Regions from separate parts of the Mus musculus genome. Here region 2 is linked to region 1. The links are chromatin contacts, called in public Hi-C maps. All regions are on one chromosome and are shown on one strand. Each heading gives the region's core, a stretch centred on a gene start, on an enhancer-like site or on the middle of the called end of the contact. The rest is flanking DNA. Distances are from core to core; before and after follow the strand shown.

What was found. A called contact is a pair of places that touch in the nucleus more often than the background predicts.
Region 2: a contact with region 1 is called in a Hi-C map of uterus, with 2.3 times the contacts expected there. The contact joins two enhancer-like sites. A contact is called at or near these places in 8 of 484 Hi-C or Micro-C datasets (differentiating spermatogonia, embryonic fibroblasts, fibroblasts and 5 more) and 3 of 9 other capture datasets (adipose tissue, liver and pancreatic islet).

The regions. Positions count from the first base shown.
Region 1 is chr12:79,324,382-79,328,112 of GRCm38.p6, reverse strand. It overlaps Rad51b (RAD51 paralog B), which reads right to left. Exons shown (of 11, transcript NM_009014.3): 6 at 3,027-3,146; 7 at 709-892. Among named protein-coding and RNA genes, the nearest start is that of Rad51b, 29 kb to the right of the region's middle. Within about 2 kb of position 1,707, at least 10 of the 459 cell types and tissues checked have an H3K27ac peak or open chromatin away from gene starts, as enhancers often do. A contact at or near this core is called in uterus, where this site is marked.
Region 2 is chr12:79,510,743-79,514,473 of GRCm38.p6, reverse strand. The region is part of intron 7 of Rad51b (RAD51 paralog B); the gene reads right to left. Among named protein-coding and RNA genes, the nearest start is that of Rad51b, 220 kb to the right of the region's middle. Within about 2 kb of position 1,808, at least 137 of the 459 cell types and tissues checked have an H3K27ac peak or open chromatin away from gene starts, as enhancers often do. A contact at or near this core is called in uterus, where this site is marked.

The DNA of each region.
Region 1 (3,731 bases), core at 458-2,957:
GGGGAGGACGGTCGGGCTGGACAGCAGGATGCTGTCTGGAAGAAATCAAAGCAAGCATAGTAATACCCAATGCTCCTGAGGCTGCAGAACAAGTTCAGCCTCCCACATGTAGCAGAGTGGGGTGTAACTTAATATACATCTCTGTGTTGTCTGCTGTGCATCTCCAACCCTAATAATCACCCCTCAGACTTCCTGATCACAATGCCCACCACAGAAAACCATTCCAAGAGCTCCTTTAAGGTATTCTCTGTGCCATTTCCATTCATGGTTGACCTCTGCCCATTGGAAACAAACCAAAACAGCGCTGAACAGGGTAACCCATGAACAGAGCCTAAAAGATCTAAGTTACAAAACCCACAGGATACACCGTCGCTGCAAAGAAAGTTCGCAGAAACAGACCCAGGCCGCTCTTCGAGTCGTCCCACGTAACAGTAATCTCAGCATGACAGACGTGACACAGAACTCACAGAATGAGTAACCCGTGAGAAGGAATGAAGGAAGGGACGGTGGGAACCGCCAGAAACACTTAAGTCTGTCCCGGGTCATGTTATAAAAGGGGACATAACCAGCAGAGAGGGTGGCTTACGAAAGCAGTTACTTGCCATAGCAATCCAACTTTAGAAGTCAGATGTTTAGTCTTCCCTAAGTATATCATCTGATACTGTAAGGTCATGACCTTAAGAGAAAAGAAGGAAAAGGGACACTTACTGGGATTGAAAACTCCCCTGCCAGGTACTTCAGTAAGGACGCTCCTTTGCCCAAGAACTTGTTCCTTTCTTTGATGTTGCCTTGAAGCTTCGGGTCAAACTCCTTTCTGACCACAGAAGCAATGGAGTCAACAATCACAAGCTTAACTCCTTTCGAAATGATCTCTTCCTCCAAAGACTCAAGCCTGTGAAAGTAGAATTTGTAAAATAACAAACAAGTGTAAGACACGAACTCTTTTTTATTTTTCTTTTCAGAAGGAAAATAGAAGAACACTGTATTAGGGTTTGAGAGAAAAGCCAAAACACAAGTTGGGCAAGCTGTAAATCCTGGCAGCTGCTGGGAGGAGGGAGCCAGTGAAGACTTAGAGTGCAATGGAGGTCTGCAAACATCTGTGAGGGGAAGAGGGCGTTAGAGCAAACAGCCTGGAGGTTGAGAGCAAACACGCTTAGGACTCTGGTTGTTCTCCAGGTCAGAGACAGAGGTGGGGAAAGGACAGCCATGCTTTTGGAGTTAGAACTCAGGAAAGCAGGCAGGCCTAACCCTGAAGATCTGTAAGTCACTTCAAAGACATGACTTTAAAAAGTGAAGGGGCTGGAGAGACAGATGGCTCAACAGTTAGGAACACTTGCTTCTCTTGAAAAGGACCAGGGTTTGGTTTCCAGCATGTACGTGAGGGTTCACGCCCATTGGTAACTCTAGTTCCAGGGGACCCCACCCACTCTTCCAACCTCCAAGGGCACCAGACATATAAGTGGTATACACACAAACATGCAGGCAAATACTCATACTCATAAAATACAAAATAAATAAACCTAAAACAACAACACCACCATGCTGAAAGGGTTAATCAGCTTTAAAATAACAACGAGCCAGCTCTGGTAACAGAGATCTGTAGCCCTCATTAATCAGGAAATTAAAGAAAGAAGTTTGCAAGGTCAAGGCTAAACTGGGCTACAGTGGGAGTTGTTCAAAACCATACTGGATAACATAGTCTGTATGTTATCAAAATAAAAACTTAAAAAAGTGCTGAGAGGAGCTGGAGAGATGGCTCAGTGGATAAGAGCGCTGACTGCTCTTCCAAAGGTCATGAGTTCAATTCCCAGCAACCACAGGGTGGCTCACAACCATCTGTAAAAGGATCTGATGTCCTCTTCTGGGGTGTCTGGAAACAGCTACAGTGTACTCAAATAAATAAAATAAATCTTTTTAAAAAAAAAAAGTGCTGAGATGCAGCTCAGCCCTTGCCTGACACACGAGGCCCTAGGTTCAAGCCCAGTAACACACATGCACTTGCTCATGCACTCATGTGTGTGCACACACACACACATACCACACACACACACACACACACACACACACACACACACAGCGATGGCTGTAAAATTCAGCACACATAACTTAGTTCACCACTCCTATCACATTGCATTCTTCTGGAAATATCAACAGTGTTTTCATGTTGCCCTACAATACTACAAAAGCTGTAATTTTACAGGAAAGCTACTTGTGTAGCCAGTCTAAAACGGCCTCTAAAACAGCCTCCTCTTATTCCCCTATCCTGGTGTGTCCTATCTTTTTATGAATTTCTACATAAATGCCTTCCCATACTACACAAGAGTTGGTCTATGTGACAAGTGCTCATGACAAAATGGTGATGCTCTTATTCCAGACAGTGGGGGTGAAAGACTACACTTTCCTTGTGTAAAGAAAGGACGCCTTCCAATGGTGCACGAGTGAGCTTGGGTACAGGCATACCAGCCCACTGGTCAACAAAACAACAGCTATCCTGGACAACAAGCAAAGCAGGAGAGCCAGCTGAGCCACTTCCAGAAGCTCACTCGCCAGAAAATAAGTATTTGCTGTTCTAAGCTGCCACATTTACAGGTAGTTCACTAACAAAACAACTTATAATTAATAAGCTACTTAGATTCTAAAATATTCACTGATTTTTTTTCCATTTTAAAGAAACATTTCAAAAAAACTACAATGAATGAAGAAGGCACAAATTATTATTTTTTTTAAAGATGTATTTACTTTATGTATATGAATACACTGTAGCTGTCTTCAGACACATCAGAAGAGGACTTCGGATCCCATTACTGATGGTTGTGAGTCACTATGTGGTTGCTGGGAATTGAACTCAGGACCTCTGGAAGAGCAGTCAGTGCTCTAAACCATTGAGCCATCTCTCCAGCCCAAATTATTATTTCTTTAACTCCATTATATAAGAATTATTTTACTAAGAAGCTGAAAACGGGGAGGAGAAAACTTTCAAAGCATTACTAAAATATAAGATGTTTTAGTAATGTGAAACCGCCTACCTTTGTAGAAGCCCCTCACAGGTGAGCTCTCGGCAAAGATGAACTCTACTGCTGGTCAGAAGCAATTTTTCCTCAGTGTTAAAATATTGTGGAAAACGAGATTCCGCAATCTCAACCAGTCTATGAGAGAAGGGAATAGCATACAAGAGAGAATAGTGAATACTAAAAGAGAGAGACACTGCTGAGTCCCCAACACACTCCACATGGGAAAGTACTAAGACGTATCCGTATGTCAGGCGTAAGCAAAAGGCTCAAAACACCAGTTTGGAATACACGTGGCCTCTGTGAGAATTATCAGAGGTTGGCTATCAAGGGTTCTAAGTCTCATCAAATTTCCAACAAGCAACAATATTCCCAAGATTTTATTTCTGGAAATAATGTTTACAGATAACATTTTCATAGCAGCTACTTTTACATATTAGAAATGTTAGAAAAAGCTTTCAGTTGCTTGAATGAACAAAGTCTGTTTCAATAAGTATGGTACTGTTTCCTAATAATAACATATCTCAGTTGCCTTGTCTCTTCCTAGAAAATATGCTTTCTCAATTAAAATTTAAAGCTATTTAGTAGTTCCTTGGTAAATAGGAAATTATTGTTTAACCAAATTAATGCTATCCAGTTACTTCTTGTTAACAAAAAGCTATTTTCTGAATACTGAATTCAGACCCCGAGGCTAAACCTCATCATGTGGGGCAGGTCAAGTGA
Region 2 (3,731 bases), core at 559-3,058, 190 kb before region 1:
GTTCTTGGCACCAAAAGCATGCACCATGTTGTCCAGCATATCACTCTTCATTTTGATCTGAAAATGAGTCTAACTGAGCTCTTGATCATTCTGTCTAGTTTCTCAAGGCTCCTCCCTCTACTTGAACCTCAAGTCCAATCCTGGCAGCCCACACATAGTCCAGGCGATCTGAGAAGTCCTCACACGAAATCCCCTGAAGCTTCAAAACTTTCTTGTTGTGCTTTTGGTCTCTGCTGATTTCACAGCTTTGTTTCTGCAACTCAGCCTCCCCTATCAGTACTGCTATAAAGCTTAATAATTATGTCCTGTTTCCTTTTAACAGAGCAGTCTTGGATGCCTTTTGATAAATTATAACTTCTTACACTCCAAACAGGCCTAGATGATTTTACACTGGGTCCAGCCTTCACAGTCCTACACATATCAGAAAAATACTACATCTCTAAATTATGAAAAGTATGGATGAAATATTTTACACAAATTATATACTACCTTTACAAACTAATGTGTAGCCAAATAAAAAGGAGAAGACAAAACCAAAGATACTTCAGATGTCTTCTTGGGGTGAGTTTAACTTGTACAAAAATTTTTGGACAAGATGCACTACAGCTGAATCCATATGAAAGCCATAAAGAACAGGAAATGCATGCATAGTTATGCTATAAATAATTTCAGGAATTTATTTCCAGACAACTTACTCCATTCATATTTTAACCCTGAATTAGAAAACCATCTCCGAGCAAAAGAGGCTCAAATTGCCTAATAATAAGATACCTACTTCAAGTTATCATTTAAATGGTCAGCAAATGCTCACAATTATTTGTTAAACAGAATATGTATAAGAGATATATTATATAGGTTATAACATTTCATAGTTACTGTTGCTCAAAAAGTATTAATGTTTTTAATACTCTTAGAATACAGAGGAAGAAACAAAATTCCTTTAAGCATGTCTTAATTGCCCAAGTCACCCTGCCAGCAGGTGGCAGGACCCGATATTCAAGCCCAAATCTGTCTGGTTTCAAGGCCTGTGTCCTTTCCCACAGGATGGCCTCCTATCGGTTGGAGGAACTCTTATCAGTGCTTTGGAAACTTCCTGAGACATTAGACCTGATGGAATAGCAGAGGAAGCCTTTGAGCATGGCCATGAAGCTCACAAGCGTAGGCTGTTTCGAGTGTGTGATCTTAACTCAACTCTTCTGTTTCTTTGCTTCCTTTTTTTCTCATCCATGAAATGAGTTCAGATAGCTAAGATCTAAAAGTCCTTCCAGCTCTTAATAGTCTGTCATCTATGAGTCCACACATTACACACCATGCAAAACTATAGAATGAGGGGAAAGATAAACAAGAGAAAGTATAATTGGGTGCAAGACACAATATAGCCAAACCAACTGGACAGGCAGACATGAAAGAAGAGAGGCTACGGGCCAATATTCCCAATGACTAAGAAGACATTACAGAATACATTACAAGGAAATGAAATCTATAAGTGAAGATTTTACCAACCACACTAGTCTGTTTCAACTGAGCATCAAGCAATATTTTAACGATTTAAGTAAAATACAAAATACACACAGATATAAGGAAACATTAGAGAAACCCAAGTACAAACATACTCTGAGTTTGTTTTTCACTGAATGAGATTCTGAAAACTTTGTGGAATTCCCCTTAGAAACCAGAGTGGGTTGGAGTTGGCAGGTACAGGGTACAGCGGCTCACTGAGGTTCCAGAAAGGGTGGCAGAGAAGAACAATCCATTGTCCCTGCAAAAGCTCTATTCTTGAACAAAAGACAATGCCTGGCTATGGGAGACAATGACTGTGTGAGGCTTCTGTTTGGTTTTGCCTTCCACACTGAGCTGGCAGACACAGGCCAAGCACAGCAGAACAATTTAAAACGTTCGTGACACTCGGCTTCTCCGCATATTCACTCAAGACTCTTCCGATACATTTCCTGATTCCTGGATTCTCTAAAAGGAGGGGAAGGTGCCTCTTTGCTTAGAGGTCATCAATAAGAGCCAATAGGAGGTACACGCTCCACAGAAGAACCTCACAGGCCAGAGGTCAAAGGCTCCCACAGCAGCTGGGGTTGGACAGGCAACAAATGTCCTAGAGAGTGCAGGGCCTTGGGAGGCCATGAGGCTTGGGATGGACTGTCAAGGCTGAGAAGGGTGAAATTTCTAAACTTGTGAGAGGCCAGCAGATCTGGTTATCGGTCTTAAAGTCTCGAAATAGATAAATATGTTTTACGTGGAAGAAGAAAGGATGATGAACAGTCTGGCAAAAGAAAATAAGACAAACCAAATCTTCCACAGGATGTTCACAGACCATAATGCCAAAGAATGTGCAGGGGGTGGGGGGGAAACTCCCTAAGAGGGAGGGAGAAGGGAAAAAATTAAAGCCATCAGTGCTAACGGTTGCCAAGGAGCAAGAGCACTGTTCAGACCAGCTAGAAACCGGGTAGAAATGGCTGCAGTTCCAGAGTCTGTTACACACCACCAACGCCTGCCACTATCCTCACCAGCCTGTGCCTCCCCTGAAGACTGCAGCTGCACCCTGAAGCCCCCAGAAAGCAGCAGCTGGGACACAGTGACAGCTGGAAGGAAGGGGGTGAGGCAAGGGCTTGGCATAAACAGACGGGTAGCCAAAAGGCACAAGTACGAAGGGAGAGAGACAATTTTCCTGTGTGGTTTGGGCATGTGGTGTGGGAAGCTGAAAATGAGAGCTAGCCAAAGTTTTGGGGCCTTGACGGCCTGAAGGATTTGGCAGGCTTGGCGTTTCTCATGGCAGACGTGCCAGGAAATGAAGCTTTCAGCTGTCTGCTTCAATGTTTTTCTCACTGTCACCGTTTTCATGTTCAATCCCTGGCCCATTTTGTATTTTCGTCTTCTTTGGGGATTAGCACATCAGTGTGGTCAGAATCCACTTGGGTTTCTCAGGGCTGCTCTGTGCATCATTTCCTCACACACCATTATCTGTCAAGCAGGGACTTGGAGTGTGTGAACCCGTGGCATAGCACAAAGAAAACAATAGGAGATGTTTTCTCTGTAAGAGACACTAGAGAGCATTCAGCTGGGCCTGGAATTACAGATGGGCAAGCTAAGTATTTAAGAGGAACAGGGGGACTTGCTAGTACCAGGCTAACTCTTAAGAGCAGCAAAGTGTGGACAAGTACCCAGTTCTTTCCCCTGCTGGGGAGCCAGAGTCCTGCCCACAAACATCTGTTCTCTTCAAGGCTTCATTTTAGACAAGAGCATCTACTCCCATCCTCCTCGGCAGCACCGACTGGATAAGAATGATGTCCTCTCTCGTTCTCATCCTCTAAGTTCTAAGCAAGAATGCATCCCAGCACCTTAAGTTTGCCAAGTAATTATTCAAAATGTCTGCTACCCCAAGAAGGAGCAAACAAACCCAGAGATGTATATAGTTTAACAATACTAGAAAGCAATGAACCTAAAACCAAGAAAAATGTTTGTCACTAAAAGGTACCATGGTAAAACTTAGATTTTGAGTTTCATTTGTCATCTGTAATCGTCAATCACATGAAGATAAAGTTGCCATTCAAATAAACTATGGCCTCAGCTTTCCCTGTCATGTTGATTTAAAAGTAGTAGGTTAATTTCAAGCCTTGGAGACATGTTTCAGAACGAGTAGGTGTCTTATCGATGAAACACTATGACCACAACAACTTGGGGAGGAAAGAGATTTGGGGGCTTATACTTTCACAACACTGTTC